3 separate regions of the Canis lupus genome follow, and all the other regions are linked to region 3. The links are chromatin contacts, called in public Hi-C maps. All regions are on one chromosome and are shown on one strand. Each heading gives the region's core, a stretch centred on a gene start, on an enhancer-like site or on the middle of the called end of the contact. The rest is flanking DNA. Distances are from core to core; before and after follow the strand shown.

Region 1 (4,153 bases), core at 1,411-3,910, 230 kb before region 3:
ATGTAAGGAGTGTTATTAAATTAGGGAGCGATGTGATATAGAGTCACATACAAGCTAAGGGTGAGTCATGGGTGTGTGTACAGGAAACGCATCCTTGATTTCACGTAAGATCAAGAGTTCAATCTTACACCTTCCTTGCCTCCTCATGGAAACCAAACGTTCTTCAAAACTGCTGGGTGCTCGTTTTTGGTCTTTGAATGTCTCTGGGTTTCAGTTTGGAGGAGTGAGAGAAGTAAAACAAATATTTACAGAGGACCTACTATGCGCCAGGCGCGTGATAGGGTGCTTTGCACCAACTTTGTGAGGTTGGTGTTTTTAATCTCCATTTTGAAGGTAAGAAATTGAGTCTTAGAAACGTTCTATTAATTTTTCCAAGGCTCCAGAGCTGTCAAGTCACAAATGTGGGCTTAGATCTATTTCTAATGACAAAATCCTACCAACTTAGAATCTGTTTGGAGAGAAAATTTGCTGACATTCTCATCAAGGGCCTCGATTCGTGGAACATCCTTTTGTGTGTTACGCTCTTTTAGGCTCCTCATTATTATCAGGGTAATGAAGAAAAAAACATTCAGTAGGTCTCTAAATATCTACCATTGGGATGTGTAATACAGAGAGAGCCCCCAAAAAGTTCCCCAAAAAATAGTTCCCAGAATTTTGGCTGTGCATTTTCAAATCCAAAATGCACAAATGAAAAGTCACTAACTGAATTCACCAAACTCATGTTCGGACCTAGGGCTTTGGCCCCCATTTTCCAGATTGAGAAACCGAGGAATGAAGTAAGAGCTCCACCCTAGGTTGAGAATTCTCCAGGGAGGGGACGTTCAGAGGCACAAGTCTAGGCCTTGAGGCCACTTGATGCAACAGGAATGTTTATAGATAAATAAACACACATGGAATGAATCAGTGTCTACATGGTGGACCTGGAGTTAACCTTTGATTCAATTGAAGATTTTTTTTCTTTTTTTCTTTTTGAAAAGTAAAGTATCTCTTTCTTTATTTCTGGATTTCTGAAGGCTTCTCTTAGGGGTGCTTTGTGGCTTTTCCATGCCCTCACCTGTAGCCTTCTGTGATGGATGGACTGATGGGAGAAACGTGAAATTCCCAACTGACTTCAGTGTCTCCAAAGAATTTGAGGTGGTGGATGAACAAAACAGAGATTTTGGTTTTTTTCAATGGGATTGGGCCTTGACGACTTGCCTCTGGGTTCTTAGGGTTTGGTTAGGTTGTGCTCCCAGGGGCACTGCAGACAGTGAGCGAGGAGCGGAGATGAGTCCAATCTCCAGTGGCTCTCAGAGACCTTGCTTTCTAAGAAGAGACTATTTTTCAGTGTTTTTCTGGGCAAACCAATGCCAAAGAATTAATTAATCTTTGAATTTCTACAAGCTGGTGTAAGATGGGTTCCTTCTACCCAAACCAGTCACAAATCTATTTGCAAATCTCAAAATTACCCCCCTGCAGTGTACCTTTTTTAGTAATTATATTTGGTTTTTTTGTTTGCCAGGTGGATTTGCTTATGCCACGAGTTTTTTCCCATAATCTTGAGATCTATCTTCTCTCTTTTTTTCCATTCGGTGGGTGAGACTTCTGAGGCAAAGGGAAGGGATTTGCACTTAGGTTGCTCTGTAGAGTGTGATCTTTGTCCCTAAATCACGGTCTGCCATTCATTGTGCATGTGATAATGATGTGCCTCACTGTGGGAACCGTGGTGTCCTAGGAAGAGCAGGGTTGACGGGAGCTGGTCCTGGGTTCGAATTCAGCCTTTCTACTTGCTCATTTGCCCTTAGGCCAAGTATTTAACTTCCCCAAGCTTTTTTTTTTTTTTTTTTTCTGGTTCTTACAACGGGGGTCATCATGAAGAGCTTTCAGGGCTGTTGTCAGGATTTGAGATGATTTGAGACAATACTTTTCCACTGCCATGGTGTCCAATAGTCTTTTTTATAGTTATCTCATAGGCCACTGTGCTCATTGCTGACAGCGCTCTTATGACTTCAGTGGTTGTTAAAACTGTGGTTACTGTTAACCTGGTTGCAGAAATTTTCCACTCGACACCCCATAACCCGCGGGCCAGAGCAGTCCCTGTGGCCAGTTAGCAATATCTTCTTCCTCTCACGCATACTTACCGAACTTGAATTAGGACTTTGGTCACGTTTCCAACTTGAAAGCTTTATTTACAGGCATTGCCTCTGCCTTCATCCGTGAGGACGTTCCCTGGAATTGTGGTTATCGGGGCACAGAATGATTTTTAGCTGCCCGAGGGACTCTCCCCCTCGCCCTGGCTGGGATCCTTTCTTTCCCTGGGAGCTGCCTTAGGGAATCTCTGCTACTTGTGAGAGCAGCAGGCCGGGAGGAGAGCCTGCTCCGCCCCGGGAAGGCCCAGGCCGGTGAAGCCATCGGGCAACCCCCCCCCCCCCCCCCCCGGACCATGATGAGCCTCAGGACCCAGGAATCCTGCCTGCTGTCCTCTCTGTCCTGTCCGTGCACCCAGGGCGGCTGCTGGAGCTTCCCCGTTGGGGCCCTGGCTCCCTCCCCGACGTGCGGGAGCCGCCCCTCGAGCATGCCCGGTGCCAATTGCGATGGTTGATTTACAGCCGGAATCTGGCACCTCCAGAAGGGGATCCTGTGTCTTTAAACAGCTGTGTGCCAGTGTGTGTAAATGTGCCTGCTAATCCGGTGACTAATTCAGTGTATCATAAAGCAGCAGCGCCGGCTGCCAAGGCAGGGCTGCGCCCCGAGGGGACGGGGCCGCGGCTCAGGATTCGCCCTCAGGCCCGCTGCAGGCCTGTCCCCCAGTGGGCTCCAGGTGTCATCGTTGGTGCCGTGCTCCACGGTCGGCACGGCCCTCCGTCCTGCCCTGGCTTGGCCTCACGGCTGCCCCCCCCCCTCGGTTCCTGGGGTCAGTTTATTTACTCATCTGAGGGTGGAGCTGCGCTCATTCTGAGTCAGGGCCCCGGCACCAATCAGGAGCGCCCTGGGGCATTCCAGGGGACAAAACTCATGATCCCTCTTGGAAAAGAATTTTCCAAAAGATGTCTTTTGGTCACAGTGCTGTGACTGCACCTTCCTCCGTTCCTGTCCAGTGGGCCTGGCCGGGTGTGTGTTTGTCTGAAGCCCTGGTCTGTCCTCACCTTCTGTTGTCTCCCCCCAGGGGTGGGGAGAGAAACCTCCAGAAAGAACCTGGTCTGATGGAGATTATTAAAAATTTTTTCCTCTTGAAAGCCTTGTAGATCGAAGTATGAGTGCTTGGGCAGCATCTTCTGGGGACGTCTTTGGGTCGGGGGAACATGGGGTGTTCTGTGGCTTTCCCTCCCGGGCCCCGCCCCAAAGCTGTAGATACCACAAGTCAGCTTCTGGAAATGGACCTTGCCCAGCCTCTCTCTGGGGCTCCAGTGAGCAGAGCCTCTCTGCTATCTCAGGAGGCATCCACGTGGCAGGGTCCCAGCCTCTCTGCCGTCCCTTCCTCTGTATGCCATCCATCTGCCCTCCGAGTTGGCCTGCACACCTTGGCACACCTTGACCCCCTGCTGCCTCCCCCCCACACACACCCAGGACATCGCCAGGCTTCTGGAGCCCAGCTGCATCAGTTCATCTCCATTGCAAAACCTTTTGTCTTAGTCATCGTTCTCTTGCTCATCATGAGGTGTGCCTGTGGGGCCCTCGCTTGTGTGCCTGTGTGAGGTTTGTTTATTTCCCCCCCAGAAAGAGAGAGAAACTCCACGGGAAGGGTCCCCATCACCCAGGCATTGCTCGGCTCATAGCAGGTGGCTCACTAGCTCCTTAAAAAAAAACCCCAACTATATATATATATAAAATATATATAAATATAATAAATTATATATATTATAAACATAGGTAAATATATATGTATATTGTTTTTTTAATTGAGATTTAATTTCCATAACATGAATTTCACCATTTTAAAGGGTACGGTTTGGAGGGGTTTAGTACCTTCGCAGATGCATAACTTTGCAGATGCATCATGGATGCATAACTGTAGCACATTTTCATCACCCCCCTCCCCCCCAAAGGAACTCCATACCCCTTAGTAGACAGTAGCTCTTTCTGAATAAAGGAATGCAGCCAGGCTGTCCATCAGAGGACGTGAGGAGGGGGACTCCTGTGTCGGGGTAAGAGCCCCCACTACTCTCCCCTGCTG
Region 2 (3,657 bases), core at 65-2,564, 180 kb before region 3:
AAGGACAGGTGGTGTGGGCGTTTTTATTTTGGGGAACGTGTTGATCCAACAGCCTGGGAGTCACTCATGTTGATTAGTCCCAGATAGGGTTTAATAGAGAGAAGCAGCTGGGGTAGCCTTTCAGATCCTTACACCTTCCTGCAGAGGACGAGTGCTTCAGCTGTACGAGCCTGTAAATGTTTACTGAGCACTTGTCCCAAACACCATACCTGCCACCAAGAAAAGAGGTGTCAGAAAGATGTAGCCTGTGTGCAAAGGAGCTAACAACTGGCGTCATTCGACAGCAAGTCGCCTTTAGGTTGTTGGTATCTGTTGGGGAGACCCCCACCTAGGCTTTGGATTGCACCCCGGCAAAAACACCCCCTCTGCCCTGGAGAGCATATATACTAGTGATAAGAGAGATGGGCCAGGGCAGACACACCCTCAGGCTGGTCTCGGTAGGCGTACCCCAAGAGAAGGCTCCCGGAGAGCGCGACTGGCCCGTGCTGACCTCCGTCTGCATGGAATTCAGCTCTCACATGTTAGCCTCATGCTGGGGCACCGATGACCAGGTGAGGTCTTGCTGTTGAAATGAAAAAGAAAAATTGAAGTGCAGTCCTGCACCCTGTTCACCAGCAGTGAGTCCATGGCCATGGCCTAGAAAATGAGAAGACACCCGACAGGCTGTCCAACGGAAAGTATGATTGCCAGGAGGCTCTTACTAGGATTTTTGTCCGCGCCTCTTTCCATGTATTGAACTTGTTCACTTCTTAGACTCAGAGTAAGGAAACAATAACAACCGCAGCAGCTGGGCAGCAGGGGATTTTAAATAACCGACCCTCATCAGGATAGATGACGGGCCTTCTAGTTCCTGGATGAGGAGAGGGGACCTAAAGCATCACCCAGATGAGTAGGAATTTACTTGAAGCTTTGCCTTAAAAAAAAAAAAAAATGAGACTAGGGCACCTGGGTGGCTCAGTGGTTGAACATCTGCCTTCAGCCCAGGGCCTGATCCTGGAGACCTGGGATCGAGTCCCACATCGGGCTCCCTGCAGGGAGCCTGCTTCTCTCTCTGCCTGTGTCTCTGCCTCTCTCTCTGTGTCTCTCATGAATAAATAAATAAGATCTTTAAAAATAAATGAGACTGACACCTTGGATTTGAAGTGCCTTGAGGGTCCCCACCTGATACTCTTGCTTCTAAGGTTTCGTCACGTTCTTCAAATCAGAACTGCCAGTGTTGTACTAAGAACTTTCCTCTTACCCAGAAGCTGAGGAGAACAAAGCAGTCAGAGGAAATCCCCCTGCTGCAGCCAGCGAGGAGCTGGAGGCCCAGCCAGTGTGTGTGTGTGTGTGTGTGTGTGTGTGTGGTGCCCTCCCTCCTGCACTTCTGGGGAGAGAGACTCTCTTCTAACAGGGACCCCTCTGTTGTTGTGGCTGAGAGTTTCTACTTGAGAAGCATAGTTTCCCAGTGATGCCACCGGATTCCTGATGTGTGACACCCCGGGGCAGCATGGTGAAGGACGCCGTTGACTGCCTTGGGGCCCCCAGACAGGCACACCATTGTGAGTCACACTGAGTATGCGAACTCCCCCTTCCCATGACTGGCACTATTCTTAGTACCATTCTCTGCTCCCTGGGACAGAGGTCACTGGGAGCACCGTCCAGTTGGGTGGGTGGGTGGGGCTGGGTACAGGGAGAAGGAGGAAGAGGCTTTAGGGTTTTAGGATATGGTGAAGCAAGGGCAAGAGATGCAGCCCCAGGGATTTGGGCAGAGCTACCCGAGGCAATCCAGAAATGTCCTCTGGGAGAGTCTGTGACTGGGAGCACCAGCCTCATTCCCTTGGTTCAGCAAGTCTGGGCCTTAAGAAGTGCCCATGGCCCAGATACGGGTCGCCAGTGTACATCCAGTCCTGGAGCTGCCTCCCAGCTGTGTGCTTCCATCAGGTGGCCCTCGTATCCCTGCCCAGACCTGAAGTGAACGTGACACCTGGTTGTGGAAGCAAGTGTAAGACTGACTGTCCACGAGTCCGTCCAGGGGATGGACCTACCCCGGACCCAGAATGTGCGCCCTGACCCGGCGTTTGCAACCGCGACAATAATTTGTGTCCTTCCTATTTATGGCTCCCCATAACCCAAAGGGCAATCTGCAAAAGGGGGGACCCCTGGGTGGCTCAGTGGTGGAGCGTCTGCCTTCTGCTCAGGGCGTGACCCCGGGGTCCCGGGATCGAGTCCTGCATCGGGCTCCTTGCAGGGAGCCTGCTTCCCCCTCTGCCTGTGTCTCTGCCTCTCTCTATCTGTCATGGATAAATAAATAAAATCTTAAAAAAAAAAAAAAAAAGAGTCCTCAGGAAAGAGGAATCTTTGGGGGTGGATCTCACGGGCTCCTTTCATTTGGTGCCACACGCAAGCCTTCTGAAGGCTGAACAGCCCCTTAGGAGACCCATGGCAGGAGCCCTGTGTGTGCCTGTCAGCAAGGGTGGGTTCACAGGATCTGTCTTCCAGAATCGGGGGAAGGAGACTTGAGCTGACATCACCGTGTTTTGCCTTTGCTTGTTGTGAAGCTGACCAGAGACATTTCTCCCCATTAAAGTCCGTATGCTTTTGTTAGGCATCTGGTTTTCCTATTTAGGCTCCCTCTTGCCTGCGGTGTAAATAGGAAAAAAAGAAGTTTGAGAGCACCTCACCCACGATCTGGGCTCCTAGTTCCCAAGTTTCACAGTTTTATGTTCCTTATGAACAGAGGAAGATTCACCATGGGGAAAACAAACAAACAAACCCACAGACGACAAGAATTCACCCTGCCGCCGCCGCCCCACCACCCGGCCCCACAGGCAGACACGGATCACACACAGGCCTGCGACGTGTCCGTTCGGGCCGTGGCACCGGGCAGGAGAAACAGCAAGGGTAGTCCTGTCCGTCGTCCCTGCCTCTGGGAGCTGCTGCCAGCGACGGGACTTAAACTCCCCGCTTTGCACTTTCTGGCTGCCCCGTCTCAAGGGCCAGGGACTGGGAGGCGTTCTTGGGCCTTTCTCTTGGGGGCCTGGAATGTGGCTGCTGCTCCCCGCCAATGACCAGGATGTGCCTGGGCGGAAGGATCCCGATCTGTCCTTCCTTCCTCTCCCGCAGCTTGGTGTGACTAGCCCTCCGCTCTCCAAAGGGATGTGAAGATGAATAGTGGGAAAGAGGTTTGAAGGTAGATAGTGGGAGGGAGAAGAGTGAAATTACAGCCTAACAGCCACGAGGGGACTGACCCGTTGGGCTGGAAAGGTCACCTGTGGAGATGAACCACAAGGTCACCAGTGGTCGGATGGTCAGGAGAACCGTTGGCCATGCAGTGTCCTGAGTCTGCTGTGACAAGTGAAAAAGAGATGCTTTAAAAAAAAAAAAAAAAAAAAAACTTGGTCCTTTTACCCATTGGCTCCCCTCAGCCAGCCAGGCTGTTGGGAGGCCAGCTTCCAGGACAAAGCAGCGTGAAGATGAAGGGCTTGGGGGTCAGACTGCCTGGGCTCCACTCAATGGCCATTTTACTCCTTAGTGGCCTTGGACGAGGCCAGTGGACACAAGGGACACAGTACCTCAGTTTTATCTGTTGCAAAAATGGTGAAAGCAGGGCAGCCCCAGTGGCGCAGTGGTTTAGTGCCGCCTGCAGCCCGGGGTGTGATCCTAGAGGCCCGGGTT
Region 3 (4,222 bases), core at 1,128-3,627:
AGGGTACTACATTTTATGTCTCTGGTCAGCTCAATTTCTAGATGAGGAAGAGGTGGTCGATGACTGAATGTGACTTTAAATTCTTCCAAACCACCTTCCCTGGGTGGTTCAGTGGTTTAGCGCTGCCTTTGGCTCAGGGCGTGATCCTGGAGCCCTGGGATTGAGTCCCACATTGGGCTCCCTGCATGGGGCCTGCTTCTCCCTCTGCCTGTGTCTCTGCCTCTCTCTCTCTCTCTCTCTCTCTATCTCTCATGAATAAATAAATAAAATCTTTAAATAAATAAATAAATAAATAAATAAATAAACAAATAAATTCTTCCAAATGGATGTCTCAGTATGCAACAAACTCCCCCCTTACTCTTGAACACTTCCTAGTCCCCCATAGCTCACAGATGTGTTTTCTGTCTGTGTGTATTTGACCCATATAAAGTATCATCTTGGGCAGCCCCGGTGGCTCAGCGGTTTAGTGCTGCCATCAGCCCAGGGTGTGGTCCGGGAGACCAGGGATCGAGTCCCACGTCGGGCTCCCTGCATGGAACCTGCTTCTCCCTCTGCCTGTGTCTCTGCCTCTCTCTTTCTCTCTGTGTGTCTCTCTCTCATGAATAAATAAATAAAATCTTTAAAGAAAAAAGTATCGTCTTGCATCCTACTTTGCACTCTTGTATCTTATCATTGTTCATTAGTTCATGGCCATTTCTTATTTCCCTCAAACAATGGTACAGCCCCTGAGGGCAGAGGCTTTAGGAATGCTGGCACCGTGTTCCCCAGGTTGGGCCATTCATGCTTCTTCTCAGCACGTGCGTCATGGCCACATGGGAATATCATTGTGGCTTGAAATTCAGTGTTTGTTCAGAGCCAGGCATTCTCATAAAGGCAGCCAAAGAAGAGCGTCCTGGATCACTTACAAGTAATTTAGATATTATTTTCCTAATCTTTGCATGAAAACTCCATGATGTCTGTCTCATACTTGGGTCCATTTTTTTTTTTGTCCCCTCTCTCTCAACTCTTTCTGTCTGTCCCTTACCCTTTTCTCCCCCTTCCCTCTCTGTTTTACAAAAGTAGAGACAAAAGTTACCGGAAGTCTCAATTGTCAGACTTCAAAGTCTTTGCTAAACATTTGACATTTGATGGTGTGTCCCCCTCCCTTCCTCCTCACCCCCATCTCGCTTGCATGGGCACAAGTCTCAGAGAGATAACCATATCAGGCAGATTAAATGAAGCTTGTTTCCTTCTAAATTTGCGTCCTCCCACACAGTGTGGCTCTGTGCCCTGGGGTTGGTAGTGCACCTCGGTGCACCAAGACCTCTATTGACTTTCAGGTGGAGGCAGTGGGCTAGAAATGGTAGAAGAAGCTGGATTCTCCAGACAGAAATCATGGACCTTTTGCATCAGAAAGATCCTAACAGAAAGTCTTGTCTAACATTCCCGTTTTCTGGATGAGGAAACCATGGCCTGGAGAGCTCAACAAACTGTCTCAAATCAGAATTAGATAACCAATACATAGCGCAGCCACTAGAAGCCAGAAGTCCCCTAATATCCAGTCTGCTGTTCTTTCTACATCCACATAAAGGCTGAGAAACTACAAACTTCAGCAATAACACTGAAAGTTCAGGGTGGGCTTCTCCAGTATCCAAGTAGACAAAACTGTCCCATGAGTTCATCAGGGTGACACAGAGAATTTATCCTCTGGCAACCTACCCTGGAAGACACCTAGAATAGCTGCTTCCTACGTGGCTCGGGGTCTGCCAAAGGGGGAAGTGGCTGGTTCTCTCTCTGTAGAGGGCGTGTGCATGCCAGATTCTCCCACGTGTTGTGTGGTGTTGCCCAGGACATGAGTGACACCTACAGCCTGCTTCCAACCCACTGGAGATGGGTTGGGTTTAATGCTGAGGCATCATGACAATCCCAACCAGGAGAGGGAAGCTGGAGGCACCGGAAATAGGGCTGGGGTCCTAAGACAGAAGAGTACACAGCTCCCTACTGGGAAGTGCACAGTGTTGTCTCAAATGCCCTTCAGGAGGACAGAGATTCCACTTCTGGAATCTTTTACTTTAGTTCTATAGGGGATTTTAGAATGGACTCTATAGAGAAATAAGAATGACTCCAACAATGGCAACTCCTTACTAGAAATTGGAAGATTAGATAGGGGTAATAGTTGGAGGAGGGAAATGGAGAGACACCCACCCCCCTAAATCTTGGCTGTCTCCATTCTCTTCCTTCTAGCAGGTTTGTGAGCATACACATGCACGCGCGCGCACACACACACACACACACACACCTGTTTCCCCTCGTGCTGCCTGGAAGACAACCAGAGGTTGGCAAGCCCTCATTCATCTGCCACCAACTGGCTGAAGTAAATCTGTCATGCAGAGCTGCATGTTCCCTGTCACCTGTGTGGGCACCTAAAGAGCATTAGCTCAGTGGGGATGTCCATAGCTTCCAGCCAGCCTTCTGCTTTTATAAGGTTTGGTGAATCTCGCCCACCAGAGGCCTCATGGGCACCTGTAGCTCTCACATGTAAATTAGTTTTGTGCTTTTTAAAAGTCTGTTCATGTCCCATACTCCCAGCTTCCAGGGACCTTCTGAGGTAGGAGAACCTCCCACTTGATCACCACTCTGCCTGTGTGCTTCCCAGTCAGAGAGGACAATTTTTCAGAAAACTATTTTTAGAAATAGTAACCTCAGAATAAACACAGCACACCAGATGCTGGTGTTTTTCTGGGGCAACTGAGCTGAGGATCATTTGTTTAAAGAGAAAGGTAAAACAGTCAACATTGCAAGGGCGATGCTTTGCAGACTGCTGGGTTTTACTCCCTCTAGTGGCAAGATTTTAGAACACATGACTCCCCCTTGACCCAGACTATTAAGACTTCATTGTGGGCAGAAGTTTTACGTGAACTTGATTTTATATCTAGGCTTCTAGTTTGAAGAGTAAGGACAGATTGAGCCCTAATTTGATGGGTACAAAATGTGTTAAACATATCAGGGCAATCTGCCTATTTTCCTTATTTCTGGAAGGATTGATTGCTAAATAAAACTATATGCTGAAAATGAGGTTTTAGTAATACTGCTGGGTACTTCTGTTTAAACAAAATCTATTCCTTAAGCAGAATATGCATATAATAGAGGAAACTGATAAGGTAAATTGCATAGCATACACCTCTTTCCTAAGTGCAGGCCAGTGGTTCTGCTAGCTCCATAAAGTACAGGATAAAAAAGAACAAGTTAGAGGTGGGGATTGTCAGCCCAATATTGTAACAAGAACACAACAAAACAATAACAGAAAAACTCTCTGACTGTAAGATTTAAGAGGCTAGAGACAACTTACCTAAAGTCACCAAGGTTTTCCTTTTCAGGAAGCTTTAATTATATTTCTTACAATCATTTATTTTTTCTTGTTAAACTTGGTTCCAGCCTGCAAAAAGACAACAGAAGAAACTAAATGAGTTTTATAGACCTCAGGTCTAAGATTCAACAGTGCAGTGCTGTACGAGTTTTCTGGCTCAGAGAAAGCTGAGAGTGGAAAGGTCTTCGCTGGCCTGAAGCCCTTAGTCCTCAAATCAGAGCTGCTCCTCAGTGTGGAAAGAGCAGATGGACAGTTCTCTAGTTACATTATAAATGACTGGGTTTCTCCTACAACTTGGCTATGGCTTACTAGTATCTGGGTGACAGAGTAAAACCAACATGACTGTGGCTGACAGGAGGGAAAACATGTGCAGTAATTGATCAGTCAAATCATGTTCATATCTCAGCCCATTTTGAGTCACTTTTTGTAAATTATGGAACTGTATTCATTCATGCAACAGAAAGCATTCCATTCACAAACAGTTCAGCTGAGCTGACAATTGATTCATTATGAGTTCTTTGCTGAAAGGCGCACTAGTTTTCCAGAGTAACAGCCTCTTCTTTGACTGTCTTTTTCTCTCTATTCATGTTCACCATTTTTGCATATTTTTACTCATAAACTTATCTAACTTTTAGCAGCTACTGGTAGAGAAACCTGCAAATCCATTCCTCCATGGCCAGCAAGTTCCAAACGATGCATTTCTCCTCTGAAATGGATAGTCACAAAGAGAATGTTGGTGTCTGCTCTCCTACACACACTGCTGAGCTTCCCTTTGTTGCCGTAGAAAGGAAGAGATACACACCGTTTGACACTGGGAATCATCATCAGTTGAGAACTACTGACCTTAGAAGAGGTGTTGAGATTGGGAGAGATTTC

What was found. Hi-C and Micro-C count contacts between places; a contact is called where the count stands out from the background.
Region 1: a Hi-C map of skin fibroblasts shows a contact between it and region 3, with 2.6 times the contacts expected there. The contact joins two enhancer-like sites. A contact is called at or near these places in 2 of 9 Hi-C or Micro-C datasets (blood and skin fibroblasts).
Region 2: a Hi-C map of blood shows a contact between it and region 3, with 3 times the contacts expected there. The contact joins two enhancer-like sites. A contact is called at or near these places in 2 of 9 Hi-C or Micro-C datasets (both in blood).

The regions. Positions count from the first base shown.
Region 1 is chr5:6,160,406-6,164,558 of UU_Cfam_GSD_1.0, forward strand. The region is part of intron 3 of ETS1 (protein C-ets-1); the gene reads left to right. Among named protein-coding and RNA genes, the nearest start is that of ETS1, 78 kb to the left of the region's middle. Within about 2 kb of position 2,661, at least 6 of the 20 cell types and tissues checked have an H3K27ac peak or open chromatin away from gene starts, as enhancers often do.
Region 2 is chr5:6,203,872-6,207,528 of UU_Cfam_GSD_1.0, forward strand. All of the region lies in intron 8 of ETS1 (protein C-ets-1), which reads left to right. Among named protein-coding and RNA genes, the nearest start is that of ETS1, 120 kb to the left of the region's middle. Within about 2 kb of position 1,315, at least 4 of the 20 cell types and tissues checked have an H3K27ac peak or open chromatin away from gene starts, as enhancers often do. A contact at or near this core is called in blood, where this site is marked.
Region 3 is chr5:6,385,949-6,390,170 of UU_Cfam_GSD_1.0, forward strand. No RefSeq gene overlaps it. Among named protein-coding and RNA genes, the nearest start is that of ETS1, 300 kb to the left of the region's middle. Within about 2 kb of position 2,378, at least 5 of the 20 cell types and tissues checked have an H3K27ac peak or open chromatin away from gene starts, as enhancers often do. A contact at or near this core is called in blood, where this site is marked.